Regions from separate parts of the Zea mays genome. Here region 1 is linked to region 2. Evidence: chromatin contacts called from public Hi-C data. All regions are on one chromosome and are shown on one strand. Each heading gives the region's core, a stretch centred on a gene start, on an enhancer-like site or on the middle of the called end of the contact. The rest is flanking DNA. Distances are from core to core; before and after follow the strand shown. Region 1 holds the start of LOC100283777 (30S ribosomal protein S1,chloroplastic-like). Region 2 holds the start of LOC100194276.

Region 1 (4,700 bases), core at 593-3,092, 240 kb before region 2:
CAAGAGTAAGCCACCGGGGACTTGTACCTGCGTGCCGCGCGGCACTCTGGCGCGCACGGCAGCGAACCATTTTTTGACCTTTTGTTATTTTACTCCGGGCTTGCGGTGTTTTTCGTCCACCACAAACGATGAACTGTCCTTTACTGTTCTTTGACGTTACCCGCTCATCTACGGACAGCCATCAGGATGCATAAACCCGAGGTGCGCGGAAACGGCCCAGGCCCGAGCCCGCCCGCTAAAGGCCCTGTATTCACTTATTCTTATCTTGTATTCTATGGAATTAGGAAAAAATTAGAAAATATTTTCACTTGCTATAAATTTTAATTCACTCAATCCCATTTAATCCATATAGATTGAAACTAAAACGAATGTATCCTAATAATACTGGGCTATGATTTTTTTTCTATGCGTCTCTCACAATCAACATAGTAGGTAAAAGTACAGTATATATAAATAAATATGTGTTCTTTATTGAGGTGTTTGGTGTCTACGAACTTATTTTAGTCTCTCTATTTTGTTTCATCCTAAATTAGTAAATACGGGAACTAAAAAAGAGTTTTAGTTTACGTATTTAACAATTTATCAACTAAAATGGAATAAAACGTAGAGACTAAAAATTAGACCCTAAAAAACCAAACACCTCCTAAATAATAGCAATTATAACACAGATTTCTTATATGTATATGTAGTCTTATTAAGAGATAAGAATTCAATAAGAGCTCGTATAAATAGAATTGTACTTCATCTTCTACTTTTCTTTTAGATAGAGTACTTATGTTTTGCACATTTATCTTGTCAGTATACAGTGGGCCTTTTGATACGAAAATGGAACTCGATAGCCCAGTTTGTTGTTCAATGTGTTCGTGGTAATGAGGCCTGCCTAAGGCTGAGTCCAGTGCACAACCTCCCTCTCGTCCCTGCCACGTCAGCTCTCGCCTCCACTCTCGTCCTTGCTGCTCCAGTACACAGGCTGCAGCAGGCTACAGCCTCAGGCTATAGCCACGTCAGCTTTTCTATTTCAGAATTAAGTAATTCACGCGGATTTATTTCAACGCTCCGAAAAACACAACATAATATTTTTATTGAATTAAAAAATTACAAAGTACATAATAATTAAAATAAAATGACATGATAATTAAAATAAAATTACATAACTCTAATCGGACTCCTCGATCTCATCCTCATCTTCCTCCTCTTCACTTGTGATTTTTTGCAATTTTTTTCGAATTTTTTGGACTCCAAACGGTCAAAAACGGCTAGTTGCAACGGCTAGCACACGTGGACCAATCAGATCGCGCCACGTCGCTCTCGCCCCGCCAGTGCCTCGCCTCCCTCTCGCCCGCCTCTCGCTCGGGCGGGCGCGAGGCGATACCGCCCGCTCTCGCCGGGAGCGAGCGCCATCGCCCGGCGCCGGCCTCTCGTCCGCGCGCGGGCGGCAGCGGCCTCTTCTCGCCCGCGCTGCCGCCCGCACTGCCACCAGCCTAACGGAACGGACTGACACCCTCCCATCCAGAAAAGCAAGAGAAATTTACGTTATTGTAGTTGATTGCCTCGAAATTGTATAGCGCTGAAGTTTCGAGATGCAATTACCGAATTAGCTATTTGTTAAAAATGGTACAAATTGTTGTATGAACATGTTTTTTCCCGAATGAATGTATGAAATAGTTCGTGGCTTCCTTTTGCAAGCGTGTAATTAACCAGTCCTGTGACGAAACTAATAGCCTGACACGCCGAAGGCCCGAAGCCCGCGAAGCGTTTCTTACCTGGCCTGATCTGGCCCAAAACCAGCCAACCATCTCCGCCTCCTATCCTAAACCCCACCGACCGGATAACAGGACACTGGCACTGCCATTCCCGTTTCCTCGCTCGAACACACACCGAAGAGAGAGACAGAGCGAGAGAGGATGGCGTCCCTGGCGCAGCACGTCGCGGGCCTACCGTGCCCCCCTCTATCCGGCGCGTCGCGCCGTCGCCCCGCGGCGCAGAGGCGGCCTCCGTCGGCGCTTGTGTGCGGTACCTATGCGCTGACCAAGGACGAGCGGGAGCGGGAGCGGATGCGCCAGGTGTTCGACGACGCCTCCGAGCGCTGCCGCACCGCGCCCATGGAGGGCGTCGCCTTCTCCCCCGACGACCTCGACACCGCCGTCGAGTCCACCGACATAGACACGGAGATCGGCTCGCTCGTAATCCCTCGATTCCTCCCCTACTCTATTGTCATTAATTGTTCTTTATGTATCGGAGTCCATAGCAGCAATTTGTGCGGTTAGGAAGCTGTTCATCCTTCGAAATTAGATGGTGTCAGTCAATAGAGTTATAACGCTTTGCCATACATTCTAGTTTATGGTCTCCCAGAATGTGAAGTGGTACATAATGCAGGGAATGTAAGAATATCGCTGATCTCTGGAGATGAATTTTCAACTTGTTTGGACAATAATGCTATGTTTGTCACTATAGTGAGTTAGTATGTCTCTCAACCCATTAATAGTGTACCTGGTTGGAGCATACTGGGATAACACACCACCGCTCACTAATCAGTAATAACTACTCCGTAGTTCAGTTGTTGGTCAATTTTTTAAAGAAAAAAAGTCTAGTATTATTCTTATACCAAGACCAAACATGAACTTGTAGAATCAGTTAGTTAACTAAAGAACAACTCGGATTAACTTGCCAAGCCTCCACTCCCTAAGCCAGCTTGGAACATTGAAGCTAGCGGTGGACCTGGCTCAGACCTCACAAGTCTAGTTATCATAGTTGATGTGGCAGCAGAGAGGAATAGATTTACTGATGTAATTATGTGAAGTGCTAACTAGTAGCCTCTTAATTGCTCCATTCCCTTGTCAAACTGATTTATCTTTATATAAGGTAGATCCAAACTTCCAAACACAATGTCTAGTAGGACCTAAGCAGCATTAATTTTAACTACAACTTAATGCTTAAGTAAACAAACTAACATAATGTCTCCTAGAATTATCTTTTAATCCTGGTCAGCTTCTGGAGGAAACTTTGGGGCTGCTGCTCGTGTAGTGTGCCTAGTAAACGATGATTTTCTGTAACTAGGTGTTCCAAGGTATGAATTCCATTATTATTCTAGTTCTAGGGGCTTGATCTCTGTGGAACCACTGAATTCATTGTGTCTTTGATGGAGGAACGCCCAACCTTGTTGGCATTGTCTCTGGCCAGCAAGAGTTCAAATTTTGCAGTTTGGTGGGGGACCAGGGGTTCTCTCTCCTGATTGCCCCAAGGCTAGATATGTAGTGTATCAGGTCAAGGCTGTTTTGTCTTAGTCTAAAGCGCCAGTGTAGTGATATATTTTCCTGGGATGTGGTGTGTGTGTGTGTGTGGCTGTTGCATGGATTTCTTATGCCGTTCTTCTTCTTTACATAATGATACACAGCTTTCCTTTGTGTTTAAGAAAAAAAAAGATATTCTGTAACAGATATTGCTATTGGTGTTTCCTAAACTTCATTTCAAATAGATGCATCACTGAATTATTCATATCTGTCTTGTGATAATAAACTCAATATCTTAAAAATGAGTCATTGTACTGTTATGTTACAAAGTCAAATGCCGTAGGTAATCATAGTTTGGGTATCGCTGGCTTTGTGTTAGTCCATGATTTTTTCTTCTGGCATTGTGGACCTGTGGTACTGCAGCAGCCATTCTCGATGTATTATTATTGCTACTATTTGCTCTTGCACCTCGATTCATTGCAGGATATTAGTTCTGGTCACATTTCAACATAAGATCTTATTTAGCTTCAGAATTGTCATAATCTGATCATCGAAAAATATTTTATATTCCTATGGTGTCTACAGATTAAAGGAACAGTATTTATGACTACCTCAAATGGTGCATATATCGACATCCAATCCAAGTCTACTGCTTTTTTGCCCTTAGATGAGGCATGTCTTCTTGATATCGATAATGTTGAAGAGGCTGGCATTCGTCCTGGGTTAGTAGAAGAATTCATGATAATTGATGAGAACCCAGGTGATGAAACTTTGATTCTAAGTTTGCAAGCAATTCAGCAAGAACTTGCATGGGAAAGGTGCCGGCAACTTCAGGCCGAAGATGTCGTTGTCACGGGTAAAGTGAGTACAAATTACACACAAACATCTTTTTTTTAATTCTCTTCTCCTGTTTCCTTTTTTATTAGTATTTCTCTTTGATGGTAAAAAAAACTCGCTGTTGTTGCTGACTCGTTGAGAACTGGATAATCTAATTAAGTACTGCATTCCATTTCCCCTTGTCTGTGTTGAATTTGAACAGATAAGTTTTAACCCTTTTTATTGTCTACTTGTCAACAACAGCTATTGTTCCTTAGGAAAAACTCCATGTATTTTAAAATGTAGGTTATTTTAGTTTTATCCTAAGTCAAACTTCTCTAAATCGACCAATCTCATATAAAAATGTATTAACATCTACGAGACCAAATAAATTCTTTATAGACATATTTTATAGTGGTTTACTGAAACTAGTTGCTTTTGCTGTTGCAGATAGCATTTTTCTATAAATTTGATCTAAGTTAGAGAAGTTTGACTTAGGACCAAACTAAAAGGGCCTATATTTTGGAGGCACTATATTTCCACTGCAATTACATAAATCGTGCAGTGCTTCTTAACTATGAACATACAGTCAGTTATGATTCCAATGTTTTATTAACTTCGCATTCTTGGTTATCAGTTGCAGACAAATAAGTT
Region 2 (4,952 bases), core at 1,585-4,084:
AGGACACGTTTTATTATGGCCCAGGGGACGACCATATCATGCATTGGATCTCGGCAGAATGGGCTGCATGGCTCAACTCGAATTCAAGCTAAGATGCCGTTTTGTATGCACTTTCATGGGCTGCATGCTATTGCTCAGAGTGCTTTTTTCACAGCTGCTGCCAATTTGACCGGTGTCTTTCAGGAGCACCGTTCTTCACAGAACCAACTTGAGAGATTTCTTTCTCACAATGCGGTACACTGAAGATATTCTTTATACACATGCAGCTCGATCGAAATCGCACGCCTTTACGTGCTGAAGAACTGTATTTTTTTTAACTTTTCAGGGAACGATCAGCTCACATAGACATCTGCTCTTTGAGATCTGGATTTCGTCTCATACTTCGATGTCCCATATATATATTAGTGTGTACTTGTACGTATATAATATGACCATTGAAACTGTAAACTGTTTTGGGCATCCTGTAATTTGTAAGAACGACTCTTCTATGCAAATCTCCAACTTGTAGAATGGATTGGCTACTGTTGCAAACCATTGTACTACAATGGTACTGTTGCGCATTCTTGCTTCCAACTGCACTTGCAACAGTTTTGTATAGTTACCCAAGGACAAAAAAAATGTGTGTTCCTTTGAGCTTTCAGCTGTCTCTAACATATAATGATTTTTCATTCAACTCTTCCTGTTTCCCCCCTTCCAAGAAGATAAGCAAACGAATTTCAGGATCTCCTAAAGACAAAAAAAAGTTCAAAAGTGAAGCTTGACTCGGTGGTGAACAGATCTGTTTTGTATTTGTCAACAACCACTAGGTTAACATAATCTCTAATTCGTATAAATCAAGTGCTGTCACTGTCAGCGGCCTCTTCATCAGGAAGTATCAAGCGGAGGTCCTCGTTGTCTCTGTAGACTTGAACCAAAGCTGCAGCCTTGTACGCGAGGAAACCCATCATCCCTGGAAGAACCTGCACAGAGACAGCTAGTCATTCAGGAAATGTTTGTGGAAGAGTATATCCTGGAGGACTAAGGTATTCATGATAACAGCTCTTGCTATATTATATAATAAAGTACTTATTATAATAGAAGAAACGGGTGCTGAAATCTGTAACCAGAACGTGATGATATATCTGGCATAATCTGCCAATTAAATAAGATCCAGTGCAGTAGCGGAGTGGTGTTCTCACCTCAAAACTGAAAAAGCTATTTTGGAAGTGATGTGATAAAGCTGACAATCCATAAATCACGGCAGGAATTATAAGCCTTGGAGATGAAAGAGCTAGTCCTGCACCACCCAATGTCTTCTCTATTGTATTCTTCAAATCTTCACTTGTAATGCCAATTCTAGCATTTGCATAAATAGTCATATTTACTTAAACAATCAAAATGTGAGGAACCAAATAATGGGATACAGACTGCAGGTGGAATATTGAAACCTACTTCTTCACTTTCTTCTTTAGAAAAACTTCTGGAATATCTTCCTTTGATAGGTTATCAGCATGTTGATACAGAAGTTGAAGATACAAGCAACTACTCAATATAGAGCGACAAGTTTCAGAATACTCAAAGCACTTGTTAAAACTTCAGCTGAAATCATGAGTAAAAATCTCCTAAGCTGTGAAGAGAGCTTGCTTACCTGAAACCAACCCCCAAAGCATAACTGACAGCAGTCTGTTAAATAATAAGATTGGTGATTTAATCACATAAGTTACTCACATTTAGGCACCCTTAAATTAATTTATGTTCATTAACATCGAGGATATGAGGATGTACCTCCAGAGAGAAAACCAGGAGACAATATAAACTACATGCTGCTCCAGTTCCTGCGGTCAAGAGCAGCAATTCATCCTTGAGCTGCAAGAAAAACAAGGGTATTAGTAGATGACCATGTAATTACCCTTTTAAGCAACGCATAGAAAATGAAAAATAGAACGCTGGAAAGGAATCATACTGCTTCATATTTCAAAAGATTCAGCTCCTTCCTTTTGTTGCTCTCGTTCTGCCTTTCCTGTCAGCATTTGAAAATCATTCCCATTTGTCCATCAGCTATTATCGCAATAGCATCCTCACGATCCTAAACAGTGAACAGCATGGATGTCACACCTCGGCAGAAAGCCTCTTGCTTAAAGGAGGGCTGCTGTCACCGGACACCCAATCACTAGTAATCGCCGCTAGTCTCAACATTCCCTCGTCCACAGCATCTTCCCGCACCTATATCCCAATTAGATTGGTTAATCTCTGTTATTAGAGTCGAAAACACAGGCATGGTGATTGGCAGAACTCACGTCTTCAGGCTGAGCAACATCTATTGCACTCCCTTGGCCCGTGGTCGCCTCAGCCGCACCAACATTGGCGCCATTCCTCCTCCAGACCATGTCAGAGACCTTGGTGACGAAATCGCCGTGCAGTTGCCTGTCCTCAAGGAACATGCGCAGGGCCTCCTCCCCAATACTGTCCCCAGCTGTTAGCAGCAGGTTAAATAATCGATACCATACCAACCAAAAAATATACATAAGCGCTACTGATCGTCTAAGCGTCGGCATTCGATACTCCGGCAACGGAAAGGTAGCAGCAGTGCAGCACATTCAAAACGGATAATCATAAAGCAAAGGGTGGGTGAAAATACCTTGAGCTTGGAGGGAGGAGTAGCGGAGAGCCGAGGTTCGCTCCAGGGGCCTGCGATAGAGGGCGGGACCGAGTGGAGGGAGTGACCCGCGAGCGAGGAGGCGGTGGCAGCGGAGGCCGGGGAGCCCCATGGCCATGGCGGTTTGAAGCTAATCAGGATTGAGGAGGTAGAGCGAGCGTGGCTAGGCTAAACTGGCCGTCCTTCTATCGCCACAATCTACCAAACTGCCTGAAGCCATCACAACTCACAAAACCGCAAAATATCTTCTTCCCTTCCGCCGGGCCTCGATCCAATCCAGTTTTGTTTTCTGGCCCATCCCAGACGTTATTTTTTATTTTCTGGCTCACCTGGCCCAGTAGATAAGGGAGTTTATCACACTCGCAATTCCAGGAGAATATTCATCTTGTACGGCTGTTTCTAAGAAAAGATCTTGTACGGTTAAACAATATGAGTCCGTACATGTAATATGGAGACACTTTCCTTGTTTAAAAATAGAAAAATATCTGTCTTTAAAGCATGAAAATCTTGATACAGAAATTTATCATTGAATTGAAAATATCAAACTCTTAGAGATGGCTTCATACCATAAACAGCTTTGACAGCTTGCACATGATTGGGCTATGAAGTGCTCTCATACTCCGGTGGTTACTAAGATAGACTTCCTCCTCTCCTCTAGAATGTAATAAAAAATACATTGTAATTTTTATAATCTATATCATATCGCTGTTTAAAATCCTTTGCCACCGACCTGGCTTTATTATATATGTAGTGTTTCATCTGCATTTCAGTTAACCATGTTCTTTGCCTCATCAGCACGAGCTGAAGTCTTATTATTTAGCAGACCTAACCCGGGCCTGCTGTCGTCCCTAACCTTACGTAACCCAGAAATTTTATTTTATAGGAACATCATTTTATTTTTGCTATATTTTTTATTTATATAAATATTATCCTGAACATCAGAATATACGTTAACTAACTGATACGTTAATTAACAGGCACAGCACGGAGAAATGAACCGCTGGATTAACATTAGCAATGCTATTTCGATTTTGAACCAAGAAAAAAAAAGTTGCATGCGAATGTCGGGTAAGCTTCGGCATGTAAAAAAGAAACATCTGTATCATATTAGGCCCCGTTTCAATCTCATGAGCTAAACTTTAGCTTCCTGCTAAACTTTAGCTATATGAATTGAAGTGCTAAAGTTTAGTTTCAATTATCACCATTAGCTCTCATGTTTAGATTATAAATGGCTAAAAGTAGCTAAAAAATAGCTGCTAAAGTTTATCTCGCGAGATTGGAACAGGGCCTTAGTTTGTCGAAGTAAAATCAGTTGCCTTCCACCGATGAATTTACAAAAAATGGAAGAACCTGATAGACCCAAATCTGCCTGCATCTACCACCTCCTCCGGCACGGCGCCGGCCGAGAAGGCGTCGTGGCACTCGGTGGCGCAGGACGCCAGCTTCTGCTCCACGGCGCCGGCGCCCCACGGGTAAGTGTCAGACCGCCGCAGGTCGGACGGGTAACTGATATCCGGCGGCGTGCCTCGCCGCGCCGCCGCGGCGCTGGAAGAGGGCGAGCCGCCGCTAGCATTGGTGGCGACCGACGCCACGGCCGCCGCCGCCCCGGACGAGGAGTCGAAGCAGATGGAGACGGCCTTCCCGGACGGTGTCCGCAGCTGGAACTCGGAGGGGGAGAGCGGGAGGAAGGCGCTGTTGCACGAGTGGTCGCTGTAGTAGGTGACCGCGTACAATGGCGGGTCGCTGTGGTCCTTCTGCTGCACCTGCTTCGTGGCCGGGCAGCTCATGTTGTCCTTGTACGTGCATCTGTAGTAATACCTGCGGCGGGGGGGGGGGGGGGGGGGGGGGGGGGGGGGGACAAGAAGCAGCCGTGTGTGAGTGGAAGGAACAGCTGCTGGCCGCCGGTTTGGATGCGGACAATTGGAAGAAACAAACATAGCGAAGTGGAGGGAGGTTGGCTAATAGAGGCGCGTTCTTTGCCGGCGAATCACTTTTTTTCTCAGAAACACGCGCGCAGACGCAGAATCACTTTTTTTTTTTGCCCTCCCCCAAGGTGACGTAACAACTGAGGAAGAAAACGGAACAAGTGAAAATCCGGCGGCCGGACCTGGGGAAGTTGGTGTTGTTGATCTTCTTCTCGCCGTACTTCCTCCATTGGTGGCCATCGTTGTGCGGCGCGAAGGTGTCCACCTTCCGCATCCGCTTCTCCTTCCTGCAAGTTTTTTTTGTCCCCACAACAAAAAAGAAATGAGATCATCCAGCGCCCCTCTATTAAATGGAACCGCGCAGGTGCAAAGACCACAGGCGAACCCAGCCA

The links. Hi-C and Micro-C count contacts between places; a contact is called where the count stands out from the background.
Region 1: a Hi-C map of tassel shows a contact between it and region 2, with 4 times the contacts expected there. The contact joins the promoter of LOC100283777 here to the promoter of LOC100194276 in region 2. A contact is called at or near these places in 10 of 25 Hi-C or Micro-C datasets (bundle sheath, ear, leaf and 3 more).

The regions. Positions count from the first base shown.
Region 1 is chr9:139,875,944-139,880,643 of Zm-B73-REFERENCE-NAM-5.0, reverse strand. LOC100283777 (30S ribosomal protein S1,chloroplastic-like) reads left to right here and starts at 1,842. Exons shown (of 7, transcript NM_001156676.2): 1 at 1,842-2,183; 2 at 3,816-4,091. The coding sequence starts at 1,905.
Region 2 is chr9:139,637,729-139,642,680 of Zm-B73-REFERENCE-NAM-5.0, reverse strand. LOC100194276 reads right to left here and starts at 2,834. Exons shown (of 9, transcript NM_001139315.2): 1 at 2,618-2,834; 2 at 2,277-2,452; 3 at 2,095-2,202; 4 at 1,943-1,999; 5 at 1,765-1,845; 6 at 1,628-1,662; 7 at 1,432-1,521; 8 at 1,179-1,335; 9 at 539-959. The coding sequence starts at 2,753. The coding sequence ends at 834. It overlaps LOC109617030, which reads right to left. Exons shown (of 3, transcript NM_001348401.1): 2 at 4,743-4,847; 3 at 3,666-4,453. The coding sequence ends at 3,967. LOC109942219 (a long non-coding RNA gene) reads left to right here. Exons shown (of 2, transcript XR_002264893.1): 1 at 1-234; 2 at 326-742.